4 separate regions of the Mus musculus genome follow, and regions 1, 2 and 3 are each linked to region 4. The links are chromatin contacts, called in public promoter capture Hi-C maps. All regions are on one chromosome and are shown on one strand. Each heading gives the region's core, a stretch centred on a gene start, on an enhancer-like site or on the middle of the called end of the contact. The rest is flanking DNA. Distances are from core to core; before and after follow the strand shown.

Region 1 (2,700 bases), core at 174-2,673, 820 kb after region 4:
ACAGACAGACCAGAAGAGGGCATCGGATCCCATTACAGATGTTGTGAGCCATGAGGTTACTGGGAATTGAACTCAGGACCTCTGTAAGAACAGTCAGTGCTCTTAAACACTGAACCATCTCTCCAGCCCCACATTTTAGATTCTTAACTCATTCTCTCCAGAGCGAAGTAAAACAAATAATAAGAGTAGCAAAACTGGCTGGCTATTTCTCTTTAATACCACCCTTTCTTTCCCTAAATTTCTGGGTTTAAAAACAAAACAAAACAAAACAAAACAAAAAAAAAAAAAACAGGTGGTTTTTAACCTCTAACTGATTTCACTTCCACTAGATTATGAATAACAACCAATCTTGACCCAGTGGTGCCTTATAAGCATTATTTCATTTATATTCTCTACAACTGAGGAATCGATGATATAGTCACTACGCCTTTGCAACAGACAAAGAAACTGAGAAGTCTCTGGGCAGCCGGAGCCTGCATTTTATGTAATCATCTTCTGCCTGCGTCCTGAGCGCCCAGGGGTTCCCCTGTTTAAACACTCAAATGAAACAGACAATCGGCAAGTCTGAGAAAATTCAAGACGCACCCAGCCAGAGTCACATTGTATAAGGTAATAACTTGTAGCTATGTCTGGAATGATCGTTCCTTTCAAGATTATGTTGGTTTTGTGCGTCACTTAGGCCAACGACAAGGTACGTGAAAACTGGTAAATCCAGGTGCTTGCTTCTCTGGCAGCTTTCAACACCAGCGTGGGTTAGACAGTCCACGTAACAGCGGAGAGTGACCCTCGCTTGCTAGCTATTTACCGGTTCTCAAGGAAACGTTTATGAATGTCTACAAACATTAGTTTGTCAATCCCATCTTTCGGAGGGGGAATACTATTAACGATTCCGTTTTATAAACGAAGAAACTGGCCCTTAAGCAAAGTTATATGCATTGCCCAATGACGTACAATCAGCAGAGGGATTCTGAGTGACCTCTGATTCTAGAATTCAACCCCCAGGCTACATGTCTCCCACTTCCCCATAGTGTCCGGAGCTTATATTTATTTTCCTCCCCAGGCTTGCCAAATCAAGCAGAATATGGAATGAACCGAGCAGCAGTCAGCGCCCGGGTCGGAGGTGGCTGCGATCCTCCCCACACCTCTTGCTGCCGCGCCTCCCTACAGCACCCCATTACCATGGCTGAACGGTGTCCGGCAGCTCCAGGCCTCAGCCACCTGCTTCCTCAGGATTTCTTCAGTGACAGCGTCCGAAAACTCTGCCGATACCTGCTTCTTTCCCTTCTTCATTGGCCGCGCTGGGCCAGGATCCGCCGGCCGCTTCCCGTTCATCTTCTCACGGTGCACAGACCCACGCCAAGGAAGTCAGGACGCTACTTCCCTCCAGAAACTACAGTTCCCGAAAACCCTCTTTCCTTATTTCACCAGCATTACCCAATGGAAAGGCAGTAAAGCACAGGGAGGCGGGATCTCCACAAAAATAACCAATGGGAGATCAACATATTGCGTCACGCCGCCAGCAATTGGTCAAATGGTCGCAGTGGCCTGCCTCCCAACTTCCTGCCTCCGGAGCGTATTCACTTCCGGCGTGTGTTCCGCGCCTCTTGCTCTCGACTGTTAATGGCGGGTGGTGGCTGCTGAGCGGGACGCAGATAACCGCTGCCCGCCCCGCGGACGTCTCCCCGGGCCCCCGCTTTCTGCACGTCCCCGGCGTCGGAGCTGTTCAGCATGTCTGTGGTGCCGCCCAATCGCTCGCAGACGGGCTGGCCCCGGGGGGTCAACCAGTTCGGCAACAAGTACATCCAGCAGACCAAGCCCCTCACCCTGGAGCGCACCATTAATCTGTAAGTGCGGCGCGGCCTCGGCCGTTGATGCTCTCCCAGTGCGCGCTCCTCCCTCACGCCGGATGCGGGTTGTCCCTTCCGGGATGCGCGCTTTCTTTCCTAGACCTGTTTCTCGACCCCGACTTGGCAGTTTTCCTATTTTAAAAGCGAGGTTCGTTTCCCCCTTTCCCTTCATTCAGCCATGGTTAGAACCTGCGTTTGCTTTGAATTCATAATGTGTGTATCCTTTCAATCCGTTGCTGGTTGTTTCATCGCACATGTATTTGTGTTTATTTGAACAATTCTCAGTTTTGTAGGGTGTACATTTCTTTTACAGTAACTTTTCCAGATTAACCTCTGACATCCTAGTTTTTTTTTTTCCCCCTTTAAATGTTGGGTAGTGTTCCATCCAGTGGCCACATTTTATTAATTTTCGCGCTGTTTGGTCTACCTTTTTGCATTTGTATGTCTTGTCTACCAAAGTGCCAACATACAGTATCATTGCAGACTCCCAGTAGACCTAAAATTGCGAGGACACACTCTGTTGTCTGGTTGTACTTTCAGAGGTCGGAGGTACCTTACATGTTGTCCCGACAGCCTGTTTGCAGGCTGTTTTGTTTTCAACAAACCTTTGTCTTAAGCAGATGATTGCATTTCGGGATCACTCAAACAAAATTTTGTTGTGGCAAGAAATTGAGATTGGGATATAGCTTATAATGTTTGGTACCTCATTCCCTAGTGTGGAGCTGATTCTAATGGGAAAAAAGTGTCCAGTTTAGACTGGTTATTTGTTTAAAATGTGCAAGACATTGCTGAGAGTGGGGTTTGTGTAAGTCATTTTAGTGACTCACCTTTCATATTCAAATAAATAAACAAA
Region 2 (2,700 bases), core at 171-2,670, 780 kb before region 4:
AAAGAAAAAAAGACCCAAACTCGGCAGGATATCTTGTTCAGTAGAGTGTAAGAGCTCAACTAAATCCTAGCCATACAGTGGTGACACACACCTTTAATCCCAGCATCAGGGAGGCAGAGGCAAAAGGATTGCTGAGTCTGAGGCCAGCTTGGTATACAGAGCCAGTTTATGTCAGCCAAGGCTACACAGAGAAACTCTGTCTCAAAAACATTAAAAAAACAAAAACAAAAGACTCCTAAATCTTTCTCTATGACAATGGGGAGCCAATAAGTTGACATTTGGGGTAGAACTCTGTGGTAGCATGCTTGCCTGGCATGTGAAACGCTCCAGGATTCACCCCCAGTCCTGGAATATTCTTCAAAAACATGGCGGTCGACTCTGAAGAGTCGACTTACAAAGGACTGTGAGGTTGAGAAGCAGCCCAGGGAGCAAAAATGAGCCTTTCTGTTGTTGAAAAAGTAAAAATGTGGTGTTTTACTTTGAGAAAAAGTACCTAGAAATAGACAGAGACAAAATTGATACCCTTCCAAACAAAACTTAAAGGACCTAACGGGAAATGAAAGTAACCATTGCAAGTTACGCTCTTGGGACAAACTCGTACTTGAAGCCATAGAGTCCAAGGTTCGAATCCCAGTTCACCATTTACTGGAGGACCCTGGCTTTGTTAACCCAGCTTTTGTTAGGTTTATGGGAGGGCAAAAGGCTTAATACGGGAAGCTGCAGTTGCCATTTTTCAGTGCGACACTGAAAATTGTTATGAGCAACCTTTTACCGAGGACTGCCTTGGTTAAGCCAGCACGGACTTACTGTGGAACCCTGGCTGAGGTACTCACTCTTTGTAGAATTGCCTAAGCGAGAAGATGACAATTTATCCCCCCATCACAGACTCCCATCCCCTGATGGACAGTCGGTCCTCGGAAACAGGCTGCAGACACTGTCATAATTGTGCCGAGTGCGCATGACAATCTGCAGTTCCCAGACTTCGAAACTTCAAATAAGTTTTATGGAAACCATGAATAGAACCAAGAGACCCTGAGATGATGGGCTGGAGCCAAAGCCAATGACTTTGGAAAGTTTGAAGACTAAGATCGGTGGCGGGAGAGTCCTCCGAGTGCTGTGCAGCTTCCCGGGACCCCCGAGGACTCCCACCGCCTCCAGATCTTGGAAACCTCTGCCCCGGCCGGGCTCGCCTCACCTGAGGGAGCGGATGGTCCGGCTCGGAGCCCGCGCCCCGCTCCAGGAAGAAGGCTCCCAGGCGCGGCATGGGCGTCTCGACCCGCACCGGCAGCTTCTCCTGCGACATCAGGATGTCGTCCAAAGACAGGAAGTTCTCCTCCGGCCCCAGAGCGCCCGACTCCACTGGGAAATACGCCTCGGACATGGCAGCTCGCAGCACAGTCAGGGATGAGGAGGGCGCGCCACCTCAGCGAACTAGGGCCGGCTTCAAACTCGCTTTCCCGCGCCGCACTCGCCAGACCCGAGCAGTCGATTTCGGCGAGCCTGCGGCCGCTCAGGCAAAAGCAATCAATAAGGTCACAGATTGGGTCCAGTGTCCCCGCCCAATGCGGAAGCCCTGGATGAGTCGGCCGGAAGTCCTCCTGCAGCTTGTAGACTAGGCTGGGGAAGGTATATGAAGCTTGAACATCATTGAAGGGACAGCATGTGTCTGTACTAACGGAACTGTGTTCATGCAGCCTTTAAATACACACATAGAATTTAAAAACATCTTTGGGGATTCAAGTAATATCATTTTACACTATGTATTCCAGCCCTCATTAATCCCGCTTTTATTGCATTTTCACTGGTAGGTTAATTATTGTCTTTGAAAACAACAGAAGAAACTAAAACGCAAGCACTAGTCCAAATGTTTAACTGTGTGCTAAGTTACAAATTATTTGTAGTATTTTGGCCGGGTGTAGGTTCAGGTGGGGTGGGAGTCTAGATGGAGTGGTAGATTTATATATGGCTGGAAGATCTGAAGTTCAGGGCCTTGCTCTACTGTCAACTGGCAAAGTCCTCGTGTGGTGATCAGTTTGGGTTCCTGAAAGAGGAAACTAGACCAGTTTCCTAGTCTTTTCACAGCCACTCTGCAAGCGGGAGCTCCTATATCAAATGCGATCACAGGTAGAGTACCTGAGAACAAAGGAAAGACCACGGTTGCTTGGTTGCTTGGTCCTAGATTTGGCGGTACATACATGAATACAGGTTGAGGCAGATTGTTGCGAGATTTGCTACCGAATTTACCTACTGTAGGAGGGCATTCCTGAGGTAGTGGTTTGTGAGCAACACAGGAAAGGGGGCGAGCATGCCTTTCATCTTTTGTATTCCTTTTTAGTTTTGAATGAAATAATTTGTTAATGTATTTACATAATTCACTACATTTAAGCAATAGCCTTCTAAATATGGACTAGAACTTTACATATGCTAAGCAATAGTCACTTGCTTTTTCTTGCCAAAAACACTTGTATCACATGAATGCTTGAAGTATTTACACCACTTTCTTTACTTTTTATTCCTCTTCTTTTAACAACCATTGCTCTAGTCAGTTTAAGACATTTTATTCCAGACAGCTACTTTAAAAAGTTGCAATAATGTCAAGCATGCTGGCACATGCCTAGAATCCCTGGACTGGGGAAGCCAAGGCAACAGGATCTCAGGGTCGAAACAAGACCAGGTTATAGGGCAAGGCCTTATCTCTAA
Region 3 (2,811 bases), core at 278-2,777, 530 kb after region 4:
TCTTCTTAGGATTGGGTCTTGGCCAAGAGCGCCCAAGAACTGTGGGAAGCCAAATACAATTAATTGGAGGCCACTGCTGATGGGGAAACTGAGGCCCAAACTGAGCTCCAGGTCTAAACTGCTCACTAGGGCCTGAGAGTCAAAGCTGAGGCTGAATGGGGCTCTACCCCCACCCTGTCTAGACATCAAGCTCCGGGCCACAGCCACTCACCATCACCCCCTTGACCCAGCCGAAGCGAACAGGTTCTCCAGGGCTCTTCTCACTGTTGGTGCCTGTCTCATCTTCCACAAGTCCATCAGTCAGCTCACGACCTTGCCGTCCATCAAAGGCCAGGGCATGCAGGTGGCTACCTTCCTGCTGGGGGCCCAGAGACCAATAGGAGTCAGGCAATGGGGGTTAGGGGCTGGGTGTCTGTATTCAGTCTTGCCTGCCCCACTTTGCCACACAGGCAGCCCTTGGACAGCTTCCTGGGTACAATGCTACTCGAAGCTTGGAGAAACACCAGAGAGAGCAAGCAAGCTGAGCATTCAGAATGCTTCTGCTCCGGGAGGCTCCTCCCCTCTAGGGCAGAGGGCTGGAGTCTGACAAGCCTGCAGTCTGAGAAGTGACACGGGATGGGAGGTGAAGCAGTATGTCACACGCCACACACCAGGTCTCTGACACAGAGAGTCTTGAACCCAGGCCTGGACTCCAGCATGGTCATCTTCTATTTCGTATTCCTACCAACCGCAGCCTACTCTGGGACCTTCATCCCAGTACCTATCTCAGCATCCCTATTCAAACAAGGGGTCTTGTTTGGTCCCTTCAGAGGGAAGCTTTGAAACACGGAAGAGTGTTAGAGGTTAGAACATCCAACTGTTGGTGAAACCGTGAGGTGACAGGGATTGGACCCTCCAGCCTCCCAGACAGCGAAGCCGATGAGCTAATATTTGAGAGGGCTCACCATGCTCCCTCCCTCCCTCTCACAGTCTCTCCCAGCGGTGTGCAACCTGCATTTGTATAAGCAGCAGGCTATGCTATCATTGTGCTGCCGGTGCCTGGACAATATGTATTACTTGTGCCCCCAAGCTTCATGGCACCTCTGTCCACTATTCATTTGGGTGTCTTGACCCTAGAGGAAGATGCCCAGTCATTTTCACAACACGAATGACAGAACATGTTGGGCAATCATGCCAACGTTACCCAGCCAGGAAGCGGCCAGTCTTTGAACTTCTGCTTACCTTGAGGAATGAATGCAGGTCAGCCAGGGTGGGCCGCACCTTCCGGGGCTCACCGGGCAGAGCGCTGTTAGCATAGTGTTCGTAGGCCGGCACCACGTCTATGGTGTTGTAACCGAAGGTGCGCATGTATAAGGTGCTGCCGTGTGTTAAGTGGCTGGGCTGGCTGCTGTCACAGGCAGCTGGTGGGGGCTCATCGCCTCCCATCAGTGTGCTGATGGTGAAGCGCCCACTGCACAGAGCATCGCCAGGCAGCTCTGTCACGGGGAGCTCTGCCATTATGGCTCTGGGTATCAAAGGAGGGGACAAGAGTGGGCAAGGGCACTGAGGGTGGCTTTATAGGCTGGGAGGAGGCGGGAGCTTGGTCCAGACCGCCCATGGCAAGTGAGCAGGGTCTCTGCCAGGGTGGGGGGCGGAGCCATAGCAACTGCTGTCCTGCCCCCATTTATCTGATCATTGACACAGGGGCCAATTTGGAGCAGGAGGGCTGGGCTAGAGCCAGGGCCACATCCCTGAGTCCTGCAGTAGCCCTTCTAAGCCTAGGGTAGCAGAGGTTCTGCAGCTAGGACCCAGGAAGCAGCAGACATGAGAGAGGACCCAGAGAAGGCCTGCTGCAAGGTGCCTACCTACACTGCAGGTTAACAGTCCTCGTGTTGGGCACAATGTATTTCTTTCATTTTATTTACTAGTTTGAATGGATGTCATCTTAGGACATGCATATAAAAAAAAAGGAAGTCTGCCTTCCGATCTCCATCCCTCACAGTCTCAGCGTCTTTCCTGATACATTTCAATATACATAAGCCATTGTGATTAGTGGCCTCAAGCCAGACCTGCAGCCACCTCTTGACTGACAAACCTTGAGAGCTTGGTGCTGGCCACTGGCCTCTAGGGTAAACAGGCACAGTGCAGCCTGACCTACACATTCACAGGCTGGCCTACGGGGCTGTAGTTTGGAGCCCAGAGCAACTGGTCTTTCCCTCCCTGGAGCCATGCATTGTTCCCATGAAGTAGGAGATCTGGTCAGCAAAGGCTCCTAAGCCATTGCAGGGGCATTGCCCTGGGGTATGAAAGACACTCTGGGTCTTGATGATGAACTAGTGGATGTTGGATGTGTCCTAAGAAAGCAATGGACTTGTAGCTGTGAGGGGTCCCAGAGTCAGCCCTTACATTAATGGCCCCACCCATAACTATCTTTCCCTAAGAGGCTGGGCGTTCAGTAATCCATGGCTGTGGGGCACAAAAGCCTGGCATCCTGCCCTGTCTCTGGAACCACCCAGTGTTTCCCTGAATCATCTGAGGCTTAGGGCTACCCTAAAGCCCGCTCCCTCTGCCCTCCCAGACACATGTCCTGAATTTGCTCTCAGTTACTTCCCAGTGAGGTGACCCAGCCCCTTACAAGAATAGGAGACGACGGTACATGCTTCTTGCTGCTTTATTGACTATAACAAAGATTTGGAATCGACCTTGACAATCAACAAATGAATGGGTAAAAAAAACTATGTATATGTATAAACCATGTATACATAAGTTATATAAGTATAAATTATATATATGCATGCTACTTGGCTATCAAGTTAAAATGTTTTCGGGAAA
Region 4 (2,806 bases), core at 3-2,502:
TTGTTAAAGAAAATCTTAAGCCGGGCAGTGGTGGTGCACGCCTTTAATCCCAGCTCTTGGGAGGCAGAGGCAGAGGCAGGCAGATTTCTGAGTTCCAGGCCAGCCTGGTCTACAAAGTGAGTTCCAGGACAGCCAGGGCTACACAGAGAAACCCTGTCTTGAAAAACAAACAAACAAACAAAATTAGAAAATCTTTATAACACATGCTTTCTCTCATGTGGAATCTCTCTCTTTTTCTCTTTCTCTCTTTAATAAAGAGAAAGTTCGGAGCCTGCAAGATGTGCAAGATACTTTTTGTTGTCAAGCCTTAAGGAGTTCAATCCTGGGCCCCATATGGTGGGAGAAGAGAATCCCTCCTACAAGCTGTACTCTGACCTCTACACATGAACTCCGGTACTCGAGCCCAGAGATAGACACATATATGTAAATAAAGGTTTTCAAAAAGATAGGGGGAGACGACAAGAAAGTATAGCAGGGTACTATCTGGAAGGATGGGAGAGACCAGGTACACTCTGTGTGTGTAGATTTCAAACTACATAACGAAGCCCATGATTTTGTAAAATCAGCATATATGTTCAAAAGACACCAGCCAGTAGCGAACACTGACGTCAAAGCAAAAGCGCATCATCTACACTACTTCGGCAATCGCTGCATCACCTGCTAACGACGCCTAGCATCTACACCGCCCGGATGAGGAGGCTGCAGCCCTCCGCTGTTTAACAGTGCTTGGTTTTGATTTCTGTTGCTTTGGGGTAGACGAACAGTACTGGGAAACCCGCAGCTGAGCAAGGCACGCACCAAGGCGGGCCTAGGCTGCCCCAGCCCAGCGTACAGCACCGCAGTGTTCTCAGCCCCCACCCCGGGCGGAGGGTGGGCGGCACGGGCTCCCAGGGACGGTCGCTTACCTATTATGGGCACCTCTGCGATGAAGACCCTCCGAATGGAATTGGCCACCCTACAGGAGGAAAGACAGGCGGTGTGAGCGGCCCCGAAGCCACAGCCCCGGGGTCAGGAGCTCGAGGACCCGGCCGCCCGCCCGCCTCTCCCCTCGCCGCCTTACGCCAGGTCCGTGTTCTCGATAATGAACTTGACGTTCTCTTCGGTGAGTTCCGTGATCCGCACTGTTGGCTGGTTGGCGTACGGCATCGCGACCCTCCGCCAGGCTCCCGCGCCAGCCGCACAGCGCGCCTGCGCGGCCACCAGCAGTTTGTCGGCGGGGCAATCGGCGCTTCCGGCTAGTCGCGGGCGCAGCGCCACCTGCTGACCGGAGGCCGGAACTCTCCTGGCCTGTGTTTTCTAACCACACCGGCGCCAAAATGCATTGGTCCTATACTCTTGAAATCCCCAAGATATACAGCACAAAAATTAAATGTACAGGGTCATTCATGCCAACGTTATTTATAACTGCTAAAAATAACGCATTAGGCAATGATCGATAGAGACTTGGTTAAACTTACATACGGGGCTGGAGATACGGCATTGGGGATAAGAGCACTGGCTGTTCTTATGTAAGACTTGGATTGTATTCCCAGCACCCATATGATGCCTAACATCTTTAGCTTCAGTTTCTGAGGAAACTCTCTCCTGGTATCTGAGGGCACCAGGTATTCACATGGTGCACAAATATACATGCAAGCAAAACATCCTTATACATAAAAATAATTTTTAAAATACATAGGAATACAATGAAACCTTAAAAAAAACCATTAAAAAGTTGTACATCTATACATGAACAAAATGGCTAGGGAGGTGACTCAAGCATGCAAGACGACTGATAGGTTATTTCTCTGCTGGTAAAATGAGCCAATTCAAGACAGATTAGAATATATTAAAAGGCAGGTTTATTGGGAAGCTGCTCTCAGGTGAGTTCACTGGCCTTAAGAACAGAGGCCGGGGAACCGCCATGGGAAGGGCAGAGAGGGAGAAGAGAAAGGGCCTGGGGCAGGGGGAGGGAGATAGATCGATCCAGAGAGCAAGAGCAAAATGTCTGGATTCTATAGGGAAGAACCTCTTGGGGAAGGGCAGCCCAGCCTCTGGGCTGGAAAGTTCAGGGTGGAGGCAGAGCATGCCAGGTGGGGACTGAAGGATGCTGGGAGAACCTGGAGGCCAGGTCTGCTTTGACGGGTAAAATATGCACCTCAGTCACTTGTTCCAGGGTGCGAAGCCAAACCCTGATGTGCAAGGACACAAGGTCAAATTCTCAGAACACCTGTAAAGAGGCATGGTAATGCAAGAGTCTAATCTTAGGCTCCTGTGAGTAGGAAGATGGAGAGAAGAATCCCCTGGATGCTCTCAGGACAGTTAGATAACACACAAAGAAGCAAACAAGAGACCCACATCCGAGCTAATGTCAGAGAGAGTACTGTAATGCATACACAAGAAAAACAAAACCCATGTTTTTTTGTTTGTTTGTTTTTGTTTTTGTTTTTCAAGACAGGGTTTCTCTGTATAGCTCTGGCTGTCCTGGAACTCACTTTGTAGACCAGGCTGGCCTCGAACTCAGAAATCCGCCTGCCTCTGCCTCTGCCTCCCAAGTGCTGGGATTAAAGGTGTGTGCCACCACGCCTGGCTTTTTTTAAAATTTTTTTTTAAATGTATTTCTATTTTATATGTGTATGTATGTAATGGTACCAATACATCACGTGTGTGGAAGGATGCCAGGCCTGACTGCAAGTGCTCTTACCCACTGAGCCACCTCAAAGGTCCCCAACGTATACTCAACAATGTCCATATGTGTTAGACGATACACACTTTCCCTTCTACTCTTGATCGTGTGATGTTCTTCTGAAGTAGATACAATGCTCTC

The links. Promoter capture Hi-C pulls out the DNA fragments that hold promoters and counts their contacts. Capture Hi-C pulls out chosen DNA fragments and counts their contacts.
Region 1: a promoter capture Hi-C map of liver shows a contact between it and region 4, with 3 times the contacts expected there. The contact joins the promoter of Ogfod1 here to the promoter of Polr2c in region 4. A contact is called at or near these places in 2 of 39 promoter capture datasets (liver and pre-B cells) and 1 of 484 Hi-C or Micro-C datasets (CD4 T cells).
Region 2: a promoter capture Hi-C map of adipose tissue shows a contact between it and region 4. The contact joins the promoter of Gins3 here to the promoter of Polr2c in region 4. A contact is called at or near these places in 1 of 39 promoter capture datasets (liver) and 1 of 9 other capture datasets (adipose tissue).
Region 3: a contact with region 4 is called in a promoter capture Hi-C map of embryonic stem cells, with 2.7 times the contacts expected there. The contact joins the promoter of Slc12a3 here to the promoter of Polr2c in region 4. A contact is called at or near these places in 6 of 39 promoter capture datasets (the C10 cell line, embryonic stem cells, hippocampal neurons and 3 more) and 3 of 9 other capture datasets (adipose tissue, liver and pancreatic islet).

What each region holds. Positions count from the first base shown.
Region 1 is chr8:94,035,921-94,038,620 of GRCm38.p6, reverse strand. Ogfod1 (2-oxoglutarate and iron-dependent oxygenase domain containing 1) reads right to left here and starts at 1,423. Exons shown (of 13, transcript NM_177767.4): 1 at 1,179-1,423. The coding sequence starts at 1,332. It overlaps Nudt21 (nudix (nucleoside diphosphate linked moiety X)-type motif 21), which reads left to right and starts at 1,582. Exons shown (of 7, transcript NM_026623.3): 1 at 1,582-1,844. The coding sequence starts at 1,729.
Region 2 is chr8:95,632,279-95,634,978 of GRCm38.p6, reverse strand. Gins3 (GINS complex subunit 3 (Psf3 homolog)) reads right to left here and starts at 1,420. Exons shown (of 3, transcript NM_030198.3): 1 at 1,196-1,420. The coding sequence starts at 1,381.
Region 3 is chr8:94,327,924-94,330,734 of GRCm38.p6, reverse strand. It overlaps Slc12a3 (solute carrier family 12, member 3), which reads right to left and starts at 1,527. Exons shown (of 25, transcript NM_001205311.1): 1 at 1,222-1,527; 2 at 212-358. The coding sequence starts at 1,497. It also overlaps a transcript of Nup93 not described here.
Region 4 is chr8:94,855,896-94,858,701 of GRCm38.p6, reverse strand. Polr2c (polymerase (RNA) II (DNA directed) polypeptide C) reads right to left here and starts at 1,252. Exons shown (of 9, transcript NM_009090.5): 1 at 1,061-1,252; 2 at 906-955. The coding sequence starts at 1,146.